Linked DNA regions of Macaca mulatta: region 1 is linked to region 2. A link is a contact called in public Hi-C data. All regions are on one chromosome and are shown on one strand. The core of a region is the stretch at or near the end of the contact, and the rest is flanking DNA. Distances in the headings are between cores, read along the strand shown.

Evidence for each region. A called contact is a pair of places that touch in the nucleus more often than the background predicts.
Region 1: a Hi-C map of fetal cortex germinal zone shows a contact between it and region 2, with 2.1 times the contacts expected there. The contact joins two enhancer-like sites. A contact is called at or near these places in 2 of 14 Hi-C or Micro-C datasets (fetal cortex germinal zone and liver).

Annotation. Positions count from the first base shown.
Region 1 is chr9:109,390,876-109,394,681 of T2T-MMU8v2.0, reverse strand. No RefSeq gene overlaps it. Among named protein-coding and RNA genes, the nearest start is that of FRAT2, 11 kb to the right of the region's middle. Within about 2 kb of position 2,276, at least 11 of the 40 cell types and tissues checked have an H3K27ac peak or open chromatin away from gene starts, as enhancers often do. A contact at or near this core is called in fetal cortex germinal zone, where this site is marked.
Region 2 is chr9:109,102,523-109,106,576 of T2T-MMU8v2.0, reverse strand. SLIT1 (slit guidance ligand 1) reads left to right here. Exons shown (of 36, transcript XM_077947006.1): 5 at 3,990-4,054. Among named protein-coding and RNA genes, the nearest start is that of SLIT1, 120 kb to the left of the region's middle. Within about 2 kb of position 1,821, at least 2 of the 40 cell types and tissues checked have an H3K27ac peak or open chromatin away from gene starts, as enhancers often do. A contact at or near this core is called in fetal cortex germinal zone, where this site is marked.

The DNA.
Region 1 (3,806 bases), core at 1,027-3,526, 290 kb before region 2:
ACTGCACTCCAGCCTGGAACTCTAAATAAATAAGGATAAAATCAGGATTGATCAGGTTCAGAGAAGAAAATACAGATTCACATGAGACCTAGTCAAAATTATAATATATTAATTTATAATGAGAACTATCACTGCCCAAGATGCTCAAGGTGACTGCTCGGCACATGCTTCCTTGCATAGGAGGCCAGAACTAGTGGTTTTTCTGTACTGGGGGCGTAAAACGGGGCAACTGGAGTCATGCAAGTGATAGGTGAATCATATTGTCATTGGGGTGGGACAGTTTTGTCTCTAGGGATATAACTGCCTACAGGGGGTCCCATTCTCCTAGCAGCCTGTTGGGGCCCTGCCCCTCTATTTTGGTTGGCTGCAGAATGGAACAGATCCTTCCTCTCTGGTGTCTTGTATGGCCTTTGTAGCCATTTACCTGCTGTTCAGAAGCTGTTTGGAGATTTTTTTTTTTTTTTTTTTTTGAGATGGAGACTCGCTCTGTCGCCCAGGCTAGAGTGTAGTGGCCGGATCTCGGCTCACTGCAAGCTCCGCCTCCTGGGTTTACGCCATTCTCCCGCCTCAGCCTCCCGAGTAGCTGGGACTACAGGCGCCCACCACCACTCCCAGCTAATTTTTTGTATTTTTAGTAGAGATGGGGTTTCACCATGTTGGCCAGGCTGGTCTTGAACTCCTGACCTCAGGTGATCCACCCCCATCGGCCTAAAGTGCTGGGATTACAGGCATTAGCCACCATGCCCAGCCTGTTCTGAGATTTAATAAGGCTTCCTTCACAGGCAGGCATGCCTGGATTGAATTTCCAAGCCCAGTTCTGGCTTTCACCAGAGAGACATCCTGTTCCCTCTGGGGCCTTGTTCAGATAACTAATCCTATCCATCACGCGTAGACTTGAAGGGTTTAACTTCCAGAGGGCAGCCTGATTTCCAGCTTCCAGGGATGTCACCCTGTAGACCCACAGGTACTCACTACAGAGCTGATGATTTTAAGTCAGAATTTCAAAGAGGATGTGAAGCACTGATGACAGGCAGATGGATTTGCAACTGGTGCCAGGAATAACCTGTACAGCCCTCATGGCCTCCACCAATGAAGGTTCTACAAGCTCTTGGAAGTCTTGGTTTTTCGTCTGTTTTTTTTTTTTTTTTTTTTTTTTTTTTTTCTTTTTTTGAGACAGTCTCAATCTGTCACCCAGGCTGGAGTGCAGAGGCATGATCTCCGCTCACTACATCCTCTGGGTTCAAGCAATTCTCCTACCTCAGCCTCCTGAGTAGCTGGAATAACAGGTGCATGTTGCCACGCCCAACTAATTTCTGTACTTTTAGTAGAGATGAGGTTTCACCATGTTGGCCAAGCTGGTCTTGAACTCCTGACCTTTAAGTGATCCGCCTGCCTCAGCCTCCCAAAGTGCTGGGATTACAGGTGTGAGCCACCACGCCCGGCCAGAAGTCTTGTTTTTAACCAGAACAGTTGCTATGCCATAGCTCTTGGACTTGAGGCCACTGAGCCTGAATTACATACACAGTAGATAACCTGAGACCAACCCTCAGTTGTAAATATGCTCATAAAAATGACAAGGCACAGTATTGCCCTGAGCAGATTTTATGTGTATCGATTGGATCACTGTGTGATAATACTTATCTAAAAACGCCTTCCTTCATCGTTCCAGCAGCTAGTTCAACTCCTCGCAGAAGGTGGGGTGCTCCCAAGCAAACACTGGTAATTAACTAGCAAAGCTGACATCTAGTATTCTGAGAAAATTCCTCCCTGCTCACATGAGGACTATCACATGGGTCATGCAGGCCCCCTTCCTCGGGATTTCACAAAGGGGCCTAGTATCTGTTCCATGCACAGTCACAGTCACACCTGCCAGATTTGAATCTCCTGCACAGGTACAGTGGCAGTTAAAACTGGAGCTTGTATGGAGCTCTCCAGTTTACCAAACACATTCACACCCACCATCTCTTTTGATCCTTGCAACAGTCGCCCTGTTTGCATTGTGATCATGGTTATCTTTATCATGATTCCCACTTCGCAGCTGAGAACTGAAAGGCAGAAAGGATGCATGGTTTGGGCAGAGTTATGCAGGTAGCAGAAGGTAGCACCCAGGTCTCTGGAGTTAAAGCCTGTGCTGCTGCAGCATGCTGAAATTAGCCCCAGGGAGGGCACAGTGTTGCAAAGAGGCTTGGCTGTGAATTTCCAAATGCCGTGTGAAGTTGGACACCAGCGTCTGTTCTCCCTCCCATTCATTACCCTGCAGGCTCTTTGCTTCCAAAGCTCTGCTACTCTGGGATAAAGACCAATTACAAAACAGGTCTCTTTATACTCAGTGAGAGGCGGGTGAGTGTGCCAGCGTGAACTTGACATGAAGGGAAAGGCTGGGCTGGGCTGCGCATTCCTTCCTGTCTCCTTCAAGGAGGGGGATGCAATTGGCCTGCAAGTCTCTTTCCATGATCTTCTTGTACATTTCTCTCTCTCTCTCTCATTGGGCATTTATTCTGAGCAAAGGACTTCCAGAAAGACATTTGGTGAGGCGTGGGAGATAGAGTAGCAAGCAATGCAGGCAGGATCCTTGCCTTCACAAAGTTTATGAGGAGACAGAACAAATAAATAAAAAAAACTAATAAAACACATGATTAGGACAGTGCTATGAAGGTTCAGCATGGATATTATGCTGGGCCCTGGTTTGGGCAAGGGGAGGGAGCCATAGCAGGAGGGCCTCTTGGAGTGACATTTAGCTAAGACCTGGAGGATAAGTAGGCTTTAGGGCAGCAAACAACCAAGGCTCCTACATTTCCAGAAATCCGGGACCAAGAGCAGCAGTCACTTGCAACTTGGAAGGTGGGCTAGGGCTGGACCCGTGTGGAAGCCTTGTTTGCATACCAGGCTTATGGTTTCTACTTAGACTGTGTTTATGTGTGTGTGTGGTTGGGGTTGGGAGCAGTGCTGTTAAAGTGCCTCACTCTGGCCAGGCGTGGTGGCTCACACCTGTAATCCCAGCACTTTGGGAGGCCGAGGCAGGCAGATCACCTGAGGTCAGGAGTTCGAGACAAGCCTGGCCAACACGGTGAAAAACCATCTCTACTAAAAATACAAAAATTAGCCGGGTGTGGTGGCAGGCACCTGTAACCCCAGCTACTTGGGAGGCTGAGGCAGGAGAATTGCTTGAACCTGGGAGGCAGAGGTTGCAGTGAGCCGAGATTGTGCCGTAACACTCCAGCCTGGGCAACAAGAGCGAAACTCCATCTCAAAAAACAAACAAAAAAAAAGTGCCTCACTTCGGGGCTGTGATGCTACAGGCCAAGAAGCGGGGAAAGAATGTTCAGCAGTAGAGGCCCTGGAGCAGAAGAGTTTGGCTTCTTCAAAGAACTGACAGAAGGCCAAGGTTACCCAACCAAGGGTGCAAGGAGGAGAGTGCTGGCAGACAGGGCTGAGAGGCTGGTGGTGGAGGCGGTTCTCACTGGGACTGGAATTATCCTCACTCAAATTAGAGGGGAGGGAGTGCACAGGACACTGACCTAATTCAATATATTATTATTATTTTTTTAAGATCACTGGCTATTGTATGGATGATGGATTAGAACAGGGCAAGAGGAAATGAGGAGACCTGCTGGGAAGCTGCTGTTATGATCCAGACAAGAGGGGCTGGTACATTAGGCTGGGGTGGAGGCAGTGCTGGACAGGGAGATAAGAAGTGGCTGTTGGCTGGGTGGGTGGCTCACGCCTGTAATCCCAACATTTTAGGAGGCCGAGGCAGGCCGATATCTTGAGCCCAGGAGTTGGAGACCAGCTTGGGCAATATGGCA
Region 2 (4,054 bases), core at 572-3,071:
TGTGTCATCTGAAGGCTTAGCTGGGGCTGGAGAATGCTTTTCCATGATGGCTGGCTCACAGGGCTGGCAAACCTGTGCCTGCTGTTGGCAGGAGGCCTCGGTTCCTCTCCATGTGGGCCTCCCCAGAGAGCTGCTGGAGTGTCCTGTGACCTGGCTGGGTTTTCCCAGAGAACAAGAAGGGAGCTACAGTGTCTTTTATGATCTAGTGTCGGAGGTTATCGATTACCACTTCCATCATATGTGGTTCTTCAGAAGTGAGTTACTGAGTCCTGCCCACATTCAAGAGGAGGAGAATGAGCCTCCGTCTTTTGAAGGGAGGAATGTCAAAGAATTTGTGGATGCCTTTTAACCACCACGACCTCCCACTTACACACAACAGTCATACCAAACCGCATGAGATTCCCCCAGCCTGCCTCATTCCTTCCCGTCTCTGGGCTTCTGTACATGCTGTTACCACTGCTTGGAATGCCCTTTCCTCATTTTTCATTTCTGTCTGGGATGCATCAACTCTGTAAGATCCAGTCAGAGATCACCTCTCCTCCCTCCGGCGGACTTGCTCACTCACTTCTCTGCACTCTCCCGTCTCTTTGGCAGTACTGCTCCTCCAGCCGTTGTTGAAAGCTGGCATGTACACCCCATGAAAGCAAGTCTTTGGGGGTCCCCAGCAGACCATCAGCTCTCAGTACACATTTCTGGAGTGAAGGATTGAAGGTCCACTCACTGGTTTCCCATCTGTGCCCTCTTCTGGGCGTGAGTGCTCTAGGGTAGACCACGCACGTGTGGTTAGCTCTGCATCTGCAAGCCCAGCCTGTCACTGGTGCCTGCAGGCACTCCATCAAGGTGGGTTTGGTTTCATGTTGGGCTCCTATGTCAGCCCAGGCTCCTGGTTACTGAGGAACTCGCGTGACCATGAACTCCAGTGTGGGCAGTCTGTTGTTTCCTGTGTGGCCTGCACAGCCCTGCTCTAAATCCAGTAATTTCCCTGCCAGCCCACTCTGCTCAGTGGCAGCACCCCACTTAGGAAGATGGAGAGAACAAGCCCACAAGTCTACAGACCAGGAGAACCATCAAGCCATTAGGGCAGGCACCACCAGGGTAGCAATTTCTTGTATGAAGCAGAGACACTAAGAAGAGGATGCGGCAGCCAAGGAGCTCTCTAGGCAAGGAAGAGATGATAACAAGGATTAGGCAGGCAAAGACTGAAATGTGTCTCTCAAGACACATGGGGCTGGGGGAGTTGCTGCATAAAGACAGGCAGCAGGGAGCAGGCCACTGGGGACCCTCTGGGGAGCAGCTTCTAAATGGGTGGAATTTGGGGAATGTCTCCAGGAATACTGACAGACTACACAGGGGAGCTGGAGATATGGCACAAGTAACCAAGATCGAAGACCAAAGATGCCATGTGGAGAGCAGGAAGGGAAGATGGGGCCAGGCAAGTGCGGGAGGAGGAAGCTTCCCCTGCAGGAAGGGGAGATGCCTCAGGGATGGCAGGTGGGATGGCTCGGGAGGAGGGACAGCTGTGTCTATGCTGCAGGCTTGAATCATCTCCCTTCCAGGAGAGAGAGCAAGAACGAGGGGCGCTGATGGTGCCAAGGCCCCTTCAGACACAGCTACTTGGCTGCTTTTCTGAAGGCTGTAGGGGGACAGGACAGGAGGGGCTGGGTTTGAGGGAGGGAGTGCACAGATGTTGGTGCCCACTTTGTGGGGACTGGCAGGCAATTGTTTTGCCAGGCTTTCATTTTTCCCATTTTGTACATGAGGAAACTGGGCTCGGGAGGGAAAGGGTGCCTTGCAGATGCACAGCCAGGAAGGGGAGGGCCAGGACTCAAACCCCAGGCTCCTCCCTCCAGCTGCAAGTCCCCAGCCCAGAGAAGGGGAGGTAGCTGGGGACCGAGCTCCCTCCAGGACAGGGTGCCTCTCCAGTTCCATCATTCATCCATCCATCCATTCATTCATTCATTCATTCAACGAATGCTTGCCAAGTGGCTGATGTGGGCCAGGCACTGTCCTAGGTGCTGGGATGCAGCAGCAGCCGGTCCAGTGCCCTCTAGCTCAGCTGCCCGCTACCTTTCTGACTCAGGGCTCTGTGCACACCGCTAGGTTTCTCAACAGGGAAACCCAGACAGGGCAGCGGTGGCCTTGACAGTTCAAGGGGCAGTGTGCGGCGGGGTAGGGGGCTGTGGACTGCGTTCTCGGACCCTGTGTGGTGGGGGCTGAAAGGAAGGGCACTGTCAAAACCCACAGGCCTGGCCCAGGAGGAGGAGGTGGGGCTGTGGAATGGCCCGGCACTGGGGCCTACATCAGGACGGTCCGCCTCTGGTTGTTCACCTTCAGGACCCGGGTGTGTCCGGGGCAAGGCTCTGGGGCAGGGAGCCTGGGTCCAACCCAGGTCAGTTATTTCACATCTTGGAGCTCAGTTTCCTCCTCTGCGAAATGGGCGCAATGGCAGTTCCTACCCCCAGGGCTGCTGTACAAGCTGGGGCTCTGGGACCTGAATGCCTGGGTTGAAATTCTGGAGCCACCACCCACCAGCTGGATTACCTTGAAGAAGTTGCTTAGCTTCTCTGAGCCTCGCTTTTCTCCTTTGTATAATGGGGATGGTGATCGTATCCACGCCATGCTCCTGGGAAGTACTCAGGGCAGTGCCGGCCTGGGGGGAGTGTGGCTGTGAGTAGGAAAAGCTGACCTGGAAAGGGGCGTTTGCACACGTCTGTGGATGCCAGGGAGGCTGCTGAGAGGGAAGAGAGGCAGGTGGACAGGTGTCAGAGGCCCGGTCCTGCCAGGGAGTGGAGGAAGGGCCCCAAAGCCGGCCTGGCAGTCACTGAGGCTGAGGATTTGCAGTCCCAACAGCGTCCCCTCCCTCACATCAGGGCATTCATGGGGAGTTGTGAAGTCCTCAGTGATCCCAGCCCCACTGCGTTCTCCTGACTCCCTGTGACCCAGGCTCTCGGAGGTGCCCTGCTGCCTGCAGTCCCCAAGAGCACCGGGTTTGGAGTCAGGCCCTGCCTGGAGTTAAAGACCTGACTGGGCCACTGGCTGGCTGGGTCGTGGAGCCAATTTTGTCCTTACTGAGTCAGCTTGCTTAGCATAAGATACAGAGCGTAAGCCCCAGGCACAGCCGCCACAGATGGCCCAGGGTGCCGTCCCTCCCAGCCTGGTGCCAGATAGTGGTCATCAATCCCCCTCCAGAAGCACTTCTGTTGTGTGCCCCTTTGCAGCCCTGCACGATGCTATGGGGGGCTGAACTGGCCTCTGTGGGTCCGGTGGGCTGACTTCTGTGGGCATTAGGCTGTTCTCGTATTACTATAAAGAAGTGCTGAGACTGGGTAATTTATAAGAAAAGAGATCGACTTGGCTCACGTTCCGCAGGCTGTGCAGGAAGCAAAGGCATCTACTTCTGGGGAGGCCTCAGGGAGCTTTTTCTTCTGGTGGAAGCCGGAGGCGGAAGCAGGCACTTCACGTAGGGGAATGGAGAGGGAGAATGGAGGAGGAGGCTCCATACCCTTCAACAACCAGAGCTCCCGGAACTCACTCGCCATCGAGAAGTCAGCACCAAACCAGGAGGGATCAACCCCCATGACTGGATCACCTCCCACCAGGCCCCACCTCCAGCACTGGGGATTACCATTCAACATGAGATTTGGGTGGGGGCAAATATCCAAACTACATCAGGTGGGGTCTGGCAGGGCTGGTCATAGCTGCCCCAGGCTTCTCCTTCCAGCTGCAAGCCCCCAGCCCGAGAAGGGGAGGCTGGGGACTGAGCTCCCTCCAGGACATGGTGTGTCTCTCCAGTTTCATCATTCATTCATTCAACAAATGCTTGCTGAGTGGCCTCTGTGGGCCAGGCGCTGTCCTAGGTGCTGGGGTGCAGCAGTGGCCGGTTCAGTGCCCTCCAGCCCACCTGCCCTGCTTCCCTGAGTCATCACAGCACTCTGCAGGAACCTCTTTTCTGACCGCTGTTTTCTCTCCCTCTGGCTTTATCCTCCCAGGGACTTGAGTGAGAACGCCATCCAGGCAATCCCCAGGAAGGCTTTTCGGGGAGCTACAGACCTCA